Regions from separate parts of the Mus musculus genome. Here region 2 is linked to region 1. Evidence: chromatin contacts called from public HiChIP or PLAC-seq data. All regions are on one chromosome and are shown on one strand. The core of a region is the stretch at or near the end of the contact, and the rest is flanking DNA. Distances in the headings are between cores, read along the strand shown.

The links. HiChIP or PLAC-seq counts read pairs in DNA pulled down with a chosen protein or histone mark.
Region 2: an H3K27ac HiChIP or PLAC-seq map of embryonic stem cells shows a contact between it and region 1, with 15 read pairs. The contact joins the enhancer-like site here to the promoter of Got1l1 in region 1. A contact is called at or near these places in 6 of 39 promoter capture datasets (the 3T3-L1 cell line, 3T3-L1-derived adipocytes, embryonic stem cells and 2 more), 1 of 15 datasets of contacts at CTCF or cohesin (the G1E-ER4 cell line), 12 of 484 Hi-C or Micro-C datasets (B cells, the C2C12 cell line, ECoMG myeloid progenitors and 9 more), 10 of 115 datasets of contacts at active chromatin or transcription factors (CD8 T cells, craniofacial prominence, embryonic limb bud and 4 more) and 3 of 9 other capture datasets (adipose tissue, liver and pancreatic islet).

Annotation. Positions count from the first base shown.
Region 1 is chr8:27,200,195-27,204,948 of GRCm38.p6, reverse strand. Got1l1 (glutamic-oxaloacetic transaminase 1-like 1) reads left to right here and starts at 2,402. Exons shown (of 9, transcript NM_029674.1): 1 at 2,402-2,577; 2 at 4,046-4,227; 3 at 4,605-4,716. The coding sequence starts at 2,463.
Region 2 is chr8:27,239,310-27,244,063 of GRCm38.p6, reverse strand. No RefSeq gene overlaps it. Among named protein-coding and RNA genes, the nearest start is that of Adrb3, 12 kb to the right of the region's middle. Within about 2 kb of position 2,448, at least 21 of the 459 cell types and tissues checked have an H3K27ac peak or open chromatin away from gene starts, as enhancers often do. A contact at or near this core is called in embryonic stem cells, extraembryonic endoderm stem cells, liver and 1 more, where this site is marked.

The DNA.
Region 1 (4,754 bases), core at 1,153-3,652:
TCTGGTTTAGACAAAAATTCCCCTCCAGAGCAGGCATGTCAGTACATACCAGCACTGGTGAGTGTCAGTACATACCAGCACTGGTGAGGTGGAGGCAGGAGAATTGACAGCATGAAACACAGCAATATCTGGTCTTAAAATGCAAAATGAAAGGAAGATTAGGAAAGAAATTTTTTTGAAGCTTACCATCTGTCCTAACACTGAGAAAGCAAGGCTTTGTTTCCTGAATTCTCATAAATATTTCAAAGGTTAAGATAACCAACTAAGATAAGTGTGACAGTGGTGTTCCTGTATTAGTATTTACTGTGCCAGGTAGCCCTGCCAAGGCCATAGGAAGAAGACCTCCCTCTAGCATTTATTCACTGAGCCAGGATGTTCCCATGTCCTCTCCCTCCTGCATCTCCACCTGCACCTGTGCCTGTGCCTGCACCTGTGCCTGTACCTATGCCTGCACCTGAACCTACACCTGCACCTACACCTGTGCCTGCACCTGCACCTGCACCTACACCTGTACCTGCACCTGTGTCTGCCACTGGAGATTCAGCTTCCAAAGAAATACTAGAGAACAGGCTTCCAGATGGTTTGAGAACGGAGCTGTTGGTGTTAGGTGATTTTCCATTCCCCTAAGTCTTGCTGAAATCCCTTGTCCCTACATTGAAACTCCAGCCCCTACCCCTCACTGCCATTGCCAAATGCAGGTACCCTCCATCACCTGCATCCTGATATTGGGAAAGACATTTTCTAAAGATAAAACAGCTTTGTCTGGACAAATAAGTGCAGAGGGAGAAACTGCAGGCAGGCACACAGCCCCAGCATTTTGCAGTTAACTTTCCATTCCCCATACTTCTCATATAAGCTCCAAGTATCCCCTTCCTGCAGAAGAGTGTCTGTCCCTTGCTATTTTGAGATAAACAGTCCTGCCTGCTCCAGTAAGACTGGTCTCTATCTGCCTTCTGTTTTTCTACTTTGCCTCAGACATCTAACACCAACAGCAGATAACAGTTATATGCCAACACCATGTGGCTAGTGGCCTATTGCTGTGAGAAAGACCATGAGCAAAAGGAACTTGGGGAGGAAAGGGGGTTTTGGGGGCACATATCCAGATCACAGTCCATCACTGAAGCTCAAGCAAGGCAGAAACCCGAAGGCAGGAACTGAAGAAAACAAAAAGCTTGCTTGCTTTTAAAGATTAATTTATTTACTTACTTTATGTATATGAGTACACTGTAGCTGTACAGATGGTTGTGAGCCGTCATGTTGTTTTTGGGAATTGAACTCAGTACCTCTGCCCACTCCGGCCCAAAGATTTATTTATTACTATATCTAAGTACACTGTAGCTGTCTTCAGACACCTCAGAAGAGGGCGTCAGATCTCATTATGGATGGTTGGGAGCCACCATGTTTGTTACTGGGATTTGAACTCAGGACCTTCAGAAGAGCAGTCAGTGGCCTTACCCTCGGAGCCACCTCGCCAGCCCCAAAGTTCTGCTTTCTTACACAATCCAGGGCCACTGGCCCAGTAACGGCACCTCCAAAAGTGGGTTGCCCCCTCCCACATCAATCATTATCAAGACAATGCCACACAGCCCTGCTTACAGACCTAATTACGGGCTGGCCTCATGGAGGCCTTTTCTCAAGCATTTTCCTCAACTTGACGAAAAACAGACCAGCATAAAGTCCTATCTTGTGCAGGTAATTACGGTTGTTGGGAGTTTGAGAGCGCAATGACCATGTCACGCCTGTCCTCTCATCTCAACTGTCCCTGTCCCTTCCTCTAGCTCTTACATTCTTTCCCTAACTTCTATGCTGTTCCCCGTTGAGCTTTGGAGTGGATGATACAAATGGTCCATTTAAATCCGAATATTAAAACGGTCACCTGGTCCTAATACATTGACCAATCCCGTCTCTGCAGTCCCTGCTGCCTGCCCTCCCTTCACACCCACCTTAAATGTATATTAAAAACTGTTTCTTGATAAACTCGGCGTTTGCTCCCTAAAAAAAAAAAAAAAAAATGAAAACAAAATGGAAGAAAAAAAAAAGAGAACACTTGCATCAGAGTGTGACTTGAGCTCTTGATTGACGCTGCTGTGTGCCGTAGGGTGTTTGCTTCTGTTGGGGCAGCCCTGTCTAGCTCACTGGCTGACAGCTTTGTCCTGCTTTCTAGAGACTGACTTGTTATTTCAGGTGAATTGCTCGGGAGCTATAGCCAGCAATGAGTTGGGAGGAAGTGCCTGGGAATCCCATGTGTTTGTTTACTCTTCCCTGTTGCTTGCTCTCCCTGGGCACTTTTCCTCCAGGGCCATGGAATGTTCCTGTACGTCCTGAACATTGCTACCCTGGAGACTGGGAGTCCTGAGGTTCTGTTGCTCTGACAACTCACTGCCCCATAGCCTCGTGCATCAGCGCTGCCAAGGTTCTGGAAGAAAGAGGCCTGAAATTATTGGCACCGCACGTGCTCAACTATGACCAGTCTTTCTGTGTTCAGGGATGTACCCACAGCCCAGAAGCTAGAAGGCAGCTTACTAAAGATCTACAGGCAAGATGGCTATCCCAGCAAGTTGTTCCTGGCCTACAAAGGTAGGAGGCAGTCATTTCAGGGTTTAAGATTTTCTACGTTTCAACTGGCTGTACGTGGGCAGTGTCCCTAGTGGAGGGTTGAAGAATAGCTCACGTCTCTGCTGCTGGAAAGGCTTTCGTTTATTAAGGGAACTGCCCAGAGCAGAGAAGATCAGTGAACAACCCGAGTCACCTCATACCTGTCGGGGACTTTTGAGAGGAATCAAGTTTTCTTCCTTCTCACCCAATCCTTTTTTTTTTTTTTTTTTTTTTTTTTTTTTTTTTTAATCTGCTTCTTCATCCCCTCTAGTTCCTCCCAGTTCTCTCCGGTGTTCTTTTGTTTTGTTTACAGTCCCATGTAAATTAGACTAGCCTTGAACTCACAAAATAGCTGCAAATGATCTTGGGCAGATTCTGGTCCTGCCTCCACCTCCCGAGGACTGGAGGCACCACCTTGCTTCTCTCTCCTCCCTTCATAGGTTTCTGTTTGTGTGTTTGTTTTGTTCTGTTTGCGTTTTTTTTAATTGTATGTATGTGTATGAGAGAAAGAGAGAAAGAGAGTATACATGTGTACATTCATGCAAGTGTTTGAGACGGTAGCCAGGAGGCATTGATTTCTCTCCAGAGCTGGATTTACACGTGGTTTTAAGCTGCCTGACAAAAATGCTGAGAACTGAATGAGTTCTCTCCAAGAGCAGTTTGTGCTCTTAACCACTGGACCAACACACACACACACACACACACACACCCTGGCTTGCATAATTCCCTATCAAATAAACCAGGCATGGCACATGCCTGAGCTCTCAGCCCTGAGAGGTGGATGATCAGATGGTCAAGGGCACTCTCAGCTACATAGAAAGTTCAAGGCCAGCCAAGGGGTGCTTGATACTAGAGGGCAAGAAAAGGTGACAAAGAAGAGACATGCAGAGAGAGACAGAGACAGACAGAGACCTTCATATATAGAAATCAGGCCTTGACATCATGAAATGCCTAATTCATTTTGTATGTAAATCTTAACCTTTAAAACTCAAATGAAACAGTTTCAGCTGGCTTTGTTGTTGTCTGTTTTGTTTGTGGGGTTTTTTTGTTTTTGTTTTTTGTTTTTGTTTGTTTTGTTTTGGTTTTGGCTTTGAGAGGTTATCTTGCTTACATCTCTGGATCACCTGAAACTCACTCTGCACCAGGCTTGCCTAAAACTGATCCTCCTGCCTCCACCTCACCCCCACCCAGTGCAGGGGTGACAAATATGGGCCTTGACTTAGCTGTGGGTTTTGTTGGTGGTTGTGTTAGTTTTGTTTTGAAACACAGTCACTAACAGCTCCCTGTCTTCTGTAAAGAATGAATCAACAAAGAGGGGAGGGGAGGGGGAAAAAAAAAAGTAAACTTTCACGGGCTGCTTTAGAAAATCACCAAGAAACACGGGCCAGACTTGTGGTTTGTGGGCTGCCCCGGCGGGGTATACAGAGCTCCCTTTGAAATTTCTCCACAGTCTGCATGACCGAAGAAGGCCATCCCTGGGTTTCTCTTGTGGTGCACAAGACCCGCCTGCAGATTGCAGAGGACCCCTCTCTGGACTATGAGTACTTGCCCCTGGTGGGCCTGAAATCATTCATCCAGTCTTCTCTGGAACTCCTCTTTGGAAAGCACAGCGAAGCCATTGCGGAGAAAAGGGTGAGACCCAGAGAGAGAGAGACAGGGTTTCGTGACCTTAAAGCCCACAAGGGACCATGCAGGGGCCTCCACCTTGACAGAGGCAATTCCTGAGACTCTGAAAGTCCGTAGCCTTTTGTACTGAGGGGCAAAGCTGGGATCTAAACTCAAGTCCTCGTTTGGTCACTAAGTTGCATCCACTCACGCACGCTGCTGATTTGGAAACTATAAATAGAGCATTTCAATATAAAAGGGGGGGAGGGGAGAAGAGGACTGGCTGGAATGGTCCAAATGTATAAGACCCTCAGTTCAACCCCAGCACCAAAAATAAGACAAAATTCTAGTCTGGGGTGTGCTGCTTCTTTCCAACATTCTCTCCACGTGTTGCTTGCTGACAGGTTGGGGGTGTGCACATCGTTGGTGAGAGTGGAGCCTTCCAGCTTGGGGCTCAGTTCCTCAAGACGTGGCGAAAGAATGTGAAAATCGTTTGTATCGTCTCATGTCAAAAAGGTAAGTGTTACCCAGGTCAAGGACTGGAGAAGATCCCA
Region 2 (4,754 bases), core at 1,199-3,698, 39 kb before region 1:
TCTGTCTATCTCTTTGTCTCTGTCTGCCTCTGTGTGTGTGTGTGTGTGTGTGTCTTCCCCTCCCTCTCTCTCCCATCCCCTACTTCTCAGGAGAATTCCTGAGGGATTCTCGGAAGCAAGCCAAGAAACATCAATTGCCCACTTAGGTTGCAACATTACTGAGGTTAGACTCATTCTTATCTGCACCCAGTGTCAGAAGGTAGAGATGTCTGACAGCTGCCTCAGAGCTCCACATGCACTCCATGTGGAGCTCCTGGTAAGTGGGGTGCACCTGATTCACCACATGAGAAACCAAGGCCTCCCCAAGAAGCCCCCAACATCAGCCTGAGTTTTCCCAGCAAGGACGAGTGAGCCCCCGTGCTAGCTTTTAGTGGCTGTGACGAGGAAAGAGAAGCAAACTCATAAGGGTGGGAAGTTGAATTTCTCTTAGTGTTTTGGAGGATTCAGTCATGGTTACAGGGCCATATTGCTTTAGCCCTGTAGCGAGGCAGTATATCATGGTAGAAGTACGTGGTAGGGGGCACCTATTTACCTCATGGTATCCATGAAGCTAAAAGAAACATGAAGGAGCCAGGGTCCTAATATCCCCATCAAGGGCTTACACTCAGTGACCTAGCTGCTTCCAACTAGTCTCCCTTTCTTTAAAGTTCAAGAACCTCCAGGTAGTACCACAGGCTGAGGACCAAGCTCTTAACACACTGGCTTAGGGGGAACATTTCACTTCCAAACCATAGCAATCCCAGACAGGCTACCCACTGGTCTACACAAAGTCGAGCGATCAACAAACATCAAAATGAACTTAAAAGGGCTAGCCCCTGGGACGCCCGGAGAGCTCAGATCTGTTTTAGGAGCGGTCAAGCCCTGCAGGAATATTTACAGCAAGCTGCACACTCACCTCTGTATTTACACCATTAAGATCGCCTTCACCCATCTTTGTACCCAGCTCTTGCTCTTTTTCCTGTCTCTCAGGAATCCTTCTTTCTACCCGTCCAGGCTGGGGTGGAATGGGGGTGGGGTGGGGAGAGCTGGTGGCTCTTCTTGTACCACCCACACCGTGCTATTCTTACAGAAAGCTGTGGGGCTCTATCTCGCTCTCACTTTTTATTATGAACTATCTCTGACACACACCAAAGCAGAGAGGATAAATAGCACTTCTCTTCCCATGGCCCTTAACCAGTTCCCATAGTGACCAATAGACAGCCTCATTCTACCACTGTATTGTTTTAAGTGGGATCTCAGTGAGCTCACCATTCAATACGTACACAGACTCTATCACTAAAAGATAAAGGTTGATCATTAAAAATATAAACTCACCGGGCGTGGTGGTGCACGCCTTTAATCCTAGCACTTGGGAGGGAGAGGCAGGCAGATTTCTGAGTTCGAGGCCAGCCTGGTCTACAAAGTGAGTTCCAGGACAGCCAGGGCTACACAGAGAAACCCTGTCTCGAAAAACCAAATATATATATATATATGTATGTATGTATATATATATATATGTATATTCAATAACATCACCCCTGGTAAATCAGTCCAGGGCAGAGATCTATTTCCGTGGTAATGCTTGCTTAGTGTATGAAGGAGCTTGGGTTTGCTGTCCACCAAAACACAATCTGTTATTTTATTTTATTTTTGTTTGGGAATTTCACTTTTGGCTACTTGTGTACATCATAAGTGCCCCTGGTGCAGTTACAGCTCAGAGGGGTGGGACATTAGCTCCCCTGTAAGCTACCCTATGGATGCTGGGAATCGAGCCCGAATCCTCTGAAAGAGCAGAGAGCATTGAGACAACTCTCTAGCCCTGCGCTGACTCTTTAAACCATTTTAATATAAATCAGTGCTCCTGGCTTGCCTTGTAATAATTTTACAGGGTGGGTCTCTACTTTATTGTTTGAGAACTTCAAACATGCACAGGATATGTTTGGATTAACTCCACCCCAATACTCCTCCAAAAGTTCCCCCCTTGTCCCAGTGCCACTTTTCCCTCCCAAGCTCAGGTGCTCTGTTTTTCTCTTTATTTGCTTGTTTTTGTTTTTAACCTTGTTTTGGTTTTTTTGAGACAAGGTCTCACTCTGTAGCCTGGGCGTGCCTGGAACTCACTATGTAGATGAGGTTGGTGCGGAACTCACAGAGATCTGCCTGCTTCTGCCTCTTGAGTCCTGGGATCAAAGGTGTACACCACCTTGGGTGTCTTGCTATTTGTTTGTTTTTGTTTTTTTTTTTTTTTAAACCTATTGAGTCCATTTAACGCTGCCTGTAAGTACATGGGTTTAGATCCATCTACTGGAGTATGAATATCTTCTTTTGTGCCACATCCAGAAAGAAAATTGATCCTCCCTCTCTCAGGAGTCATCCTTTGCTAATTATTTTCCTTGGCTAGGGGTGGGGCCTCATGACCCCCTCCCTACCCCATGCTGGGATCTTGTCTGGCTTGGTGTTGCATAGATCTTATGCACTGTCTCAACCACTGAGTTCATCAAGGAAACAGTGTCTCCCACTAAGTCACCCACCACCTCTGGTTCTTATATTGTTATCCCCTCTTCTGTAGCGATCCCTGGACTTGGGGAGAAAACCAGATGATGCACATTTAGAGCTAAGCATTCTACAGTCTCTTATTCTCTGCACCTGGGCTAGTTGTGGGTCTATGGTAATCACCATCTATGGCAAAAGAAACTTCTCTGATGAGGGCGAAGAGCTGTACTAATCTGTGAGTATAAATCACTAGAAGTTGGTTTAATACCGTGTCCATCTACTAAAATTATAGCAGTCAGTTCTTTCCAAGGGCCCATGACCCCTATGACCCACAGGGTTTTGGTCCTGGTAAGTAGAGCCAGGCTTGAGTTCCTTCTGGAAGAGCAGGCTTTAAATTCAACCAGAAAGTGTTTGGGATTTGTGGTAGTTAATCCTGGCTGTCAGTTTGACCATCTGGAATCTACTAAAACATCAGCCTCTGGGCAGGAATTTTCTTGAATAGGTTGTTTTAAACAGTATCATAGCCTGATGGTGGTGATACGTGCCTTTGATCTCAGCCCTTGGGAGGCAGGGGCAGAGTTCAAGGTCAGTCTGGTCTACAGAATGAGTTAGTTCCAGGACAGCCAAAGGCTACACAGAAAACAAAACTAAACAAACAAACTTAGATTGCTAAGTACACACTAAATCCAAAGCAACCTGTAAGAGGAAGCATTTGATTAAGGACCTGCTCACCAACCGTTCTAGAGGGCTAGCCCATGAACGTCTTGGTGGAAAAGGCAAGATGCTGGAGAAGTAACTCAAAGTTTTACATCCTGATCCCCAGGAAGCAGGCAGAGAAAGAGATACTGGGCCTATCACAGGCTTTTGAAACTTCTGAGCCTACCCTGCGACCCACTTCCCCCTAATCTTTCTAATTCTTCTCAGACAATTCCACTCCCTGGTGACTAAGCATTCAAATACAACAGCCTTTGGGGGCCATTCTCATTCAAACCACTACAAACAGGAAGACCCATTGTAAAAGTGACCAGTACCTTCAATTCACAGCCCACACAAAAAGGCATGTAAAAAAAAAAAAAAAAACCTGGTTTGGGCCTGCTTATAGCCATTGTCTTTGCAAGTTAATCTATTGTGTTCCTGCAGGACTGAATAAACTGAATAAGAGTAAAAACTGCTCCCTTGGCTCACAGAGAGTGGCACTATTAGGAAGTATGACCTTGTTGGAATAGGTGTGGCTTGGTTGGAGGAAGTAAGTCACTGGGGGTGGGCTCTAAGGTTTCAAATGCTCAAGCCAGCCCCAGAATCACACTCTTTTCCTGCTGCCAATCCAGATGTAGAGCTCTCAGCTGCCTCTTCAGCAGCATATCTGCCTGCATGCCATCATGTTTCCTACAGACAAAACCTCTGAACTGTAAGTCAGTCCCAATTAAATGTTTTCCCTTATAAGAGTTTCCATGGTCACAATGTCTGTTAGCTATTACCCCCCCCCCCGCCCACACACACACACACACACACACACACATACACACACTCTTCCCCACACTCACTCCTCTACCCTGGCCTCCCATTTCTCTCCACACTTAACCCTTCTCGTCTCATTATTTCTCCTTCCCTTTCTATCCCACTTGCATTAAAGATTCTTTAATTGTGGCAAACGTAATTTCATCTTAGCCAGTTTATTCTGTTTATTTATTAAGCAATGACATTTTTATTTTAAATATTTTTTGAGGTGGAGCTTCACTATGTATCCCAGGCTAATTGGGAACTCATGGCCCTTCCACCTCGACTTCCCAAGACAGGATTGCAGGCATCAGCTGTCACAGTGGCTGTTTCAACAATTTTTAAATGTACAACTCAGGGGCATTAATTACAAACACAATATTGTGTAATCATTGTTACTATTTATTTTTAAATGTTTTTCATGACCCCAAATAGAAATTCTGCTCCCATTAGGGTTAGGCAATACTTTCCCCCTCTCCCTCCCTTCAGCCCCTGGTTAACTCTTACCTACTTTCTGTCTCTGTGAGTTTGCCTATTCTAAATACTTCATGTCAGTGTACTCAGGCAGTATTTGTCTATTCATGTCTGACTTATTTTGCCTAACTTAATGTTTTCAGGATCCATTCATTTCAGAGCTGAAAACCCCTTTGTAGACATCCTCCAAGTGTTGTGCTATTTTGTTGACTGCAATCAACATGGTGTATAGGTTTCTGTTTGGGTCCCTTTTTCCACTTCTCATGGTATTGTGAGGTTAGTCTTTAACTTCCTGTGAAACAAAACATTTTCTA